Regions from separate parts of the Anser cygnoides genome. Here region 1 is linked to region 2. The links are chromatin contacts, called in public Hi-C maps. All regions are on one chromosome and are shown on one strand. The core of a region is the stretch at or near the end of the contact, and the rest is flanking DNA. Distances in the headings are between cores, read along the strand shown. Region 1 overlaps LOC106030372. Region 2 holds the start of ASRGL1 (asparaginase and isoaspartyl peptidase 1).

The links. Hi-C and Micro-C count contacts between places; a contact is called where the count stands out from the background.
Region 1: a Hi-C map of granulosa cells shows a contact between it and region 2, with 1.7 times the contacts expected there. The contact joins the enhancer-like site here to the promoter of ASRGL1 in region 2. A contact is called at or near these places in 3 of 7 Hi-C or Micro-C datasets (granulosa cells and liver).

The regions. Positions count from the first base shown.
Region 1 is chr3:91,142,563-91,146,499 of Taihu_goose_T2T_genome, forward strand. The region is part of intron 3 of LOC106030372; the gene reads left to right. Among named protein-coding and RNA genes, the nearest start is that of TRNAE-UUC, 15 kb to the right of the region's middle. Within about 2 kb of position 1,834, at least 2 of the 3 cell types and tissues checked have open chromatin away from gene starts, as enhancers often do.
Region 2 is chr3:91,078,563-91,082,077 of Taihu_goose_T2T_genome, forward strand. It overlaps ASRGL1 (asparaginase and isoaspartyl peptidase 1), which reads left to right and starts at 1,919. Exons shown (of 7, transcript XM_048077456.2): 1 at 1,919-2,064; 2 at 3,077-3,323. The coding sequence starts at 3,137.

The DNA of each region.
Region 1 (3,937 bases), core at 584-3,083, 64 kb after region 2:
TGCTTTTTCATCTCACCACAAGGCAAACACAGGCTCTCTGGTTATTTTGCATGACCTTCTAGCAAACAGCCCGTGTGGCCCTTGCTCTCTGGTTTGTGCTCAGTGCGTAGGCTAAAATTGGGATGTTGCTGAACCCCATGTAATGCGCCAGTTCTTCAGATAAGATCCATAGATTTTCAGCGCTGGTCAAAAATATCTCCAGAAAGGAAGTGCCCGAGCTGCTCACATCCCTTTCTTCTCCCTGTAATACTTGGCAGGCTTTCACTGAGCTTGGTCAGGAAGTTAATATGGTGTGGTAGTTGGAGAGGTCACTTCCATCGAGCAATCTGAAATACTAGCTGCTTGCTCTCATCTTCAGCCAGGAAGGCCACAGAGAGGACTGTAGGCAGTCACTTGAGTTTTATGTTTAATTTTTTTTTCCCTTTGGTGCTTCTAAGATTTCCTGGTGTTGTAAGAACTTGGAAAAGCAAACTAAGCTTTTCTCCACTGGATGGCTGGGTCTAGAAGGGATTTCTTGCGAATTGCTTTTTCTGAGAAGTAGCCCACTAATTTTTGTACCGGGGAGAAGCTGAGCTGTGGAGGTGAGTGGCACCAGTCCAGGTTAACACGGTGATTCATGGCCCTGACTAGGGCAACAGGATGCAATTTAGCAGCCTCTATGCGGGAGTAGGCATGGATTTTTTTTTAAAAACATTTTTTCCATTGCCAGGCCATTAATGTATGAAAAATCTTATGCCAGGGCCTGTCTCTGCCCTTATCTTCTGCTGCTGACCCTCGAGTTTCTCCCTGCTGCTCAGATACACCCTGAACGCCCGTGCTGCCTCTGAGTGGCAGCTGGGGCTGCCATAGACATCAGCTGGGTGACAGCACCGGGGGAGAGGGAGAAACAACAGCAACTGTGATGTGCATTTCTCGTATGCCTGCTTGCCTCCTATTGTAAGTTGACCTTATGATGTTACAAGTTTGAATCGTACGCAAAAAGCATGCTGAGAGCAGCTTTCTGCTACTTCCCTGGGTTAGTAGCTAAGAGACTGCAAACACTTCAATTACCAAGTGGACTGACCGGGTTTTCCAAAAGTTATAATTCTCATGAACTCCGTGAAGCTTAGAGTTTATATTTATATATCCTACTCCTGGATTATAGTTGTCTGTATTTATTTGTATAAGCATGGGGTACAGCATGTACTATTTGATGTACTATTTTTGATGCTCGCTGTATTGTTCCACTTCCTTAAAATAAATAAAATTAAAAATAGGCTAATATTTCACAGCAAGTTAAGTGGTGAAAGGTAGATGCTAATTAAGTATCATTGTCAAAGTGTATGTATGAAGAGCTACACGTGACACCGAATCCTTGTAAAATAAATACTTCAGCTACCCCTGTCTTCAGTTTGCCCAAACTTAGTGAAAATATTGTTTCAGCATAAAAAAAATAAAAATAAAAAAAATCCCCAAGCCACAGTAATAAAGCATTCCTTTATTTTATACTGGCACCACTTGGGCCTTGCATTTGTCTGTGTGTAAGGCAGCAAGAGGAGGAGAGGTGGGGATGGAAATAGAGAACTGTTGCTAAATTGGTACCTTTCAGTTCCTTTGTTCAGCATAAGATTTACTTTAACCACAGTAAAATAGATGTGGTTTTTAAAGAAGCCGCTGTTTGAAATGACTAAAAATGCATCAACATTTGACTAATGCACAATTTACTGCTTTTTCATGGATTTTTCTTCTTTTTTTTGCTTCAAACTTTTTTGTTGCACGGTATCAGACTCTATCGGTGACAGTGCCGTTTGTGTAAACACCGTCCGCGGGCTGGCTCCAGGGCTGTGTTTGTTCAGAGAGCTAGGCGGGAGACTCCCTTCCAACAGAGGAAATGGGCTGATGCGTATGAGCTCTCACTCGAGATTGTTCACATCCCCAAAAGCTGTATCCTCTGCAGGAAAAACGGGCTTGGATCCCTGCCACGGCGTGGCCGTGATGTTAATGAGTGGGAGAAGCCATGTGTTCGTCGCCTGCCGCAGCAGCAAGCTGCTAATTCAGGGAAGGGGTGAGGAAACAAAAAGTGGGGTCGGATGAAATTGAAATGTGACACTTAATCCTCTTCTAACTGCACGCGGCGTGCCGAGCGTTGTGTTGCAGGCGGTGGGGTGAGGGACGCGGAGCTATTGAGCGTACCTGAAATCTATGCAGCGGGAAGAACCAGATCAAGTGGGATCTGGATCCAAGCCTCGCTGCAAACACATTGTCTTTGCCAAACAGAAACCTCAGCTGGGTTTCTGTAGAACTGAAGCCCTGCTTGTTTTCATCCCGCAGCAACTGTTGTTTAATACAGATGAGCAACTTGATCTTCTTGGGTTGCTCACATACCATAGTGATGAGCCTCACCGAAATACTAATAAAGAAGTTTTAGACCTACAGCCTGTTTAGGAGAATATAAAATAAGTCCAGGTGAGTTTTGCTACGATCCTTATGTTAAAGTAGGGAGTTGAAATCCTTTTCTGTTTAAGGGTTGCTGCTTCAAGTGATACCTATTGCTGCTCTTAACTTTCATTGGTCTTACTAGTTTGGCAGCCCGAGCCTAAAATGAGAGTTGCTTTTACTGTCAAGTTGAATGATTTCATAAGCAGTCGGCTTGGTGTTAAACGTGACCATCCCTGTGTGCATTTTGGACGCAGGGTGGTCTCTGTGAGCTCCCTGGTGCGGCCATGGGTGGCAGCGGCAGGGCGATGGCGGTGGGCCCGGCGAGCCAGGGGTGCCAGAGGCCTCTCGCACAAGGACTATGAAGGGAGGCTCTGGAGCACTACCTCACGCTTCTGTTCAGATGCAGGGTTGAGGAAAAGCACAAATGCAGCTTGATAGAAACTAACGTGGGGGGCAGAGGCTGGCATCGTGTGGTGACTGGAGGTGGAGCAGGGGGAAAGATGAGCATGGACCGTGACAGGCCTAGACCATGGCAGTAGTTGCTGTTAGTTTCAGTGAGAAGGGGTAGCTGTAAGAGGGTATAAAGGACACTTCTCAGTGACTTCTCAGGCTTTTTTTACTGGCAGGAGCGTTCCGAATGTGTTACAGTCACAGCAAGACTTTTGCCTTTCCTTAATTTAGAGAGTATTGCGTAAAAGTGAATCTGGAAGAGGAAGAGACCCTGGATGAGGCAGAAATGTCAGGAGCAGCTGAAAGGGCTGCAATTGAGCTTTTGTGCGTAAGGAATCTGCGAGACTGGGTGGTTGGCTGGGTCTGTAGAGTTTCTGTATTGATGAGGTGTTTGAGTTGGCAGGCCTATTTTTCTTGAGCAGTGATGGAGAGATGAAGAAAGATTTCATATGTACAGAGACAGACTTGGAGTAGAGGCACTTCTCTGGACCGTGTTCACAAAGGTGACAATTTTTTTTAATTGCAAAGTAGATTACCCAAAGACTAGACGTCCAGATGACCTTTTCAGGATCTCCACTTTAAAAACAAATGGAAGGCCTTCTGATAGGGAAGAATGAGAAGACTACATATATAAAGCAGGCTAGGTCTGGGTTATCAAAGAAAGGATGATTGACAGCTCAAAATGCGTAAGGATGGAATAGTGCAAATATCTCTGGCCTTGGCAAGAACACTGTTAGCTGAGCTAACCTGAAGAAGATCTAGGATGGAAATAGAAAAGTGGAACTTGAGGCAACTACTGTGCTCAGAGATTAAATGAAAATCCAGGAAGTGAATGAAGAGGCGAGAAAGACTGAAGGATTTTAGGTGTGGGAAAAAATAGCCAAAACATGGAAATTACCTAATAATGGTAAACGCATACTTGGCTCTAAAACTTGCTTGTGAATCCTTAAAGAAAGGATATAATAAAAAAACAAATTATTTTAGCATGGCTACAGTATCCATAAGTGTTAGTAGTAGGAATGCTTTCTGTATTATTCAGCTCTTGCTCTGTGAATTTTAGTAGCACTCT
Region 2 (3,515 bases), core at 669-3,168:
TATAGAATGTCATTAACTTCTACGGAACTTTTTCATCAGCATACTTGCTTACACTGCCTAATTCATCTCTTCAATATTCAGTATTTTTCTAATTATACTGCTAAACATCCTATTCCTACAAAAATGTTTAAAAGACCACTATCTCCCAGTGAAATAGGCGGGAAGCAGTTCAGTGCTGACTTTTAAGGAATGAAGTATCAAACAATTGCCTTTACCTCACTGGCTACCCAGACATTTTTGGTGGCCCTCTCCCTCTGCTGTTCCAATGTTAATTTGGAAACTGATTGTGACTCAGTTAAAAAATAAATAAAAATGATTTGACCACTGCAGCAAAGAAGGTGGCTAAAGAAAGCTTAGGGTAGAAAACTGATGTAAAAGCAGAGTATGCCAGTTTTATCAGGTGACACGCTTGCTTTGTTGAATCATGACAATGTTAGACTAATATTAATATTTCAATTTAATGTTATTATATAAATTTTGTGTTCAGCTGTCCATGCAAGCAATTGAAGTAATTCTTCTAAAGTATTTCATTCAATTAGTATCAGTTTCCTGTTTTGACACTACCTCTGAAAGCAAGATAAAATATTCTATTAAAAAAGAGGTACTCTCAAATAATTCACATTCAAAATTTAAATTTCTCTTTGTTAATCCTATCAGTGACAATGAAAAACCATCCAGTGTAGTTCCTTTTAATTACACCATGCTAATTCATTTTAAACCAACGTTCAGAATCAAAACAGATCTTCAATTGAGTGACTGCACACTGCCATAAATCCTTGTTCTTCAGCACACTCACGTCAACTCAACTCCTTGTGTGTCCAGAGCAGGCTGCATTTACTGCTGTCCCCAGAACCTAGCGTGAAGCAAAAAAAAAAAGTAGAGAAAAGTGAAAAGGTGGTGAACTAAACAGAAATGGTGAAGCAAGGCAGCTGGCTGCTAGGCAGGTATAGAGTTTGCACAAATTCGGAGAAATTCTTGTTTATGTTTTTTTGCCACAAAGGTAAGAAACAATGGAAATTATTTTTTTTCCAATTAACTTTTTCAATGTGTTTTTCAAGTATTTTTCCTTTCCAGGAAGAATTTTTCTAGTAGCTCTTTTTATAGCAAGCAACTATGTGGTCTACCAGCAGCCTATTATTAAAAAAAAAAAAAAAAAAAAAAGGCAAACTTATTCCATGCCTTAGTTATCCATTTAGAATCTGAATGGATATATACAGAGTATTGTCATTTGGTCTCTTTCAGCTTGAAGACTCAGATTCCTTATGTCTCACTACACCTTCCAGTTTCAATTTACGTACACTTACGCAGTTTGTGTTTTGGGGATGAATAATCCCAGCTTGTTTAAAAGCGAGCAGAAGGCAGGGCGGATGTCATATATTGTTGGGTTTTGATTTGGGAAAGAGGTGTCATTTTTCTAATCTAACTTGAGGAGAAACCAAGCGGCGGTGAGTGATGAGGAAATTAAAGGTGGTGTAACATCTGATAGGAGAAGGCGCACCACCGAGAAGAAATAAAGGCGGTTATCGTCTCATCGTGGAACAAACTGGCTGGTCCTGCACAGGGCACATCACCGGACTCCAGGACGTGTCACCTGCTGGAAGAAGCCGTGCTCCCTGGCTGCTCCTTCTGATTTCTGTGGAAATGTCACCTCTGCACACCTGTGTGCAGGCATTTCTCCCTGGACACCACGCTTAGCCCTCTTCTGAGGCGGGGGTGAGGAAGGGACTGCTTATTTCCATCACCAGTGACACACTGGGCTGTGGGGACACAAATTTACCGAGCAGAGAGTCGGAACAACATCTCCGGCGTGGATACTTACACACATGCCCTTATTCTGTCAACACGCACACCACCGCCGCCGAGCCTCAAGCCCCGCTCGCCGGGCGCGCAGGGGGCAGAGGGCGGCAGCCATCTTAGCTGCGGGCAGCCCTCAGGCGGCGGGGGGCGCCACGTCGGGGAGGGAACCGCCCGCCCGCCGCCACCGCGCACGGCCCCGCGCCGGGGGACGGGACGGGTTGGGGGCTGCAGGGGGGGTCCGGCCCCTTTCTCTGGCTGTCCACAAGGGTGGGTGAGGCTGGATGAACGCGGAGAAGCCGGCGGCGGGCCCGGGGGGCGGCTCGGGGCGTGGGGGCGGCCGGGGAGAGCCCCCGCCGGGCTCCTCCCTTGTGGGCGGCAGGAGCCGGAGCCCCGCGCAGGGACGAGCGCGGCTGGCGGTGAAATAAAAACGCTTTCCAGGAGGAAGGCCTCGCGTACGGACTCCAGTGAAAATGAAGTTTTCTGCCCCGTCTGGCATTGCAGGGCCCAAATAGGGCGGACTGTGGGAGCTTTGGGGGCGCGGGCGGCCAGGCTAATGTCTAGAGGGTGTGCAGATACGGTGAGGGAAAAGCAGCTGGATTTCCTTTTCCACAACTTCTAAAAGTACTGGTCCTGGGAATATTTTAATGTGGAGGGTTTCCTCCCTTACTGTCCTAGCTTTTGGCAGGAGGTGAAGCTCTGTCTCCTTTGCGCCCCAGGAGGTGTAAGCGGTGCTGTTTTGCTCGTGGGAAGCAGCAATAAAAACAGTTAACCACCGGGTCCAAATGCTTTGTTTTGCTGCACAAAGTACAATGTTTTGCAAGAGGTCAGAGGTTTGGCATCTGGGCAGCAGAGTTAAGCTGCTAACTCGGGTCAGTGGCTTCATCTCTGGTTATATTATTGCGTTTGAAGAATGGGATCACTCATCTAACGAGCAGCTCACAGCACTGAGACGCTGATGCTTGTTTCTGTATCACTTCTAAAACAATAAGATCGCCAGACAGGCTTCGTGCTAAATCACGAGATTGTAGAGTACCTTTGCTTGAAAGGGGCCTCCAGAGGTCACCCAGCTCGAAGCAGAGCTGAGCTCAGAGGTGTGCCAAGTTGCCTGGGGGCTCCTCCAGTTGGAACTTGAATATCTCGTAGGAGCTCTTCGTGTGTGTGCGCAGCTTCCTGAGAGGTAAAAGCATTGAGCTCAAACTAAGCGTATCTTAACTTTTCTGCAGGACTCTTTCCTCGTGTAGAAGGGAACAAATGCTAAATGCTGTTCTTTCCAAAGCAGGCTGATTAAGAGCAACCTGTTGGCACAGCTGAAAACCTTGGAAAGAATTTGGCCTTCAGGATGAAGCCTGTCATCGTGGTGCACGGTGGAGCTGGCCGGATCTTCAAAGAACGAGAACAGGGATGTCGTACTGGCGTTGTCAGAGCTGCACTGCAAGGCTACAGTGTCCTGAAACAAGGAGGCAGTGCCTTAGATGCAGTTGAGGAGGCAGTGAGATCAATGGAAGATGATCCTCATTTTAATGCAGGTAGTTTTTCAAGAAGTAAATTGGCATATAATCATTATGTATGTTCACTGTTTTGTCCTGATCGTTCTGAAAATGCTGGTTTGCTATCCCTTTGAAGTGGAGTAAATATTGGTGTCACAAAGTAGTATTTATCATTATAATAAAAGAGCATTGTATGCACTGCAGTTTCTTGTGAGCACACTTGGGCAGACA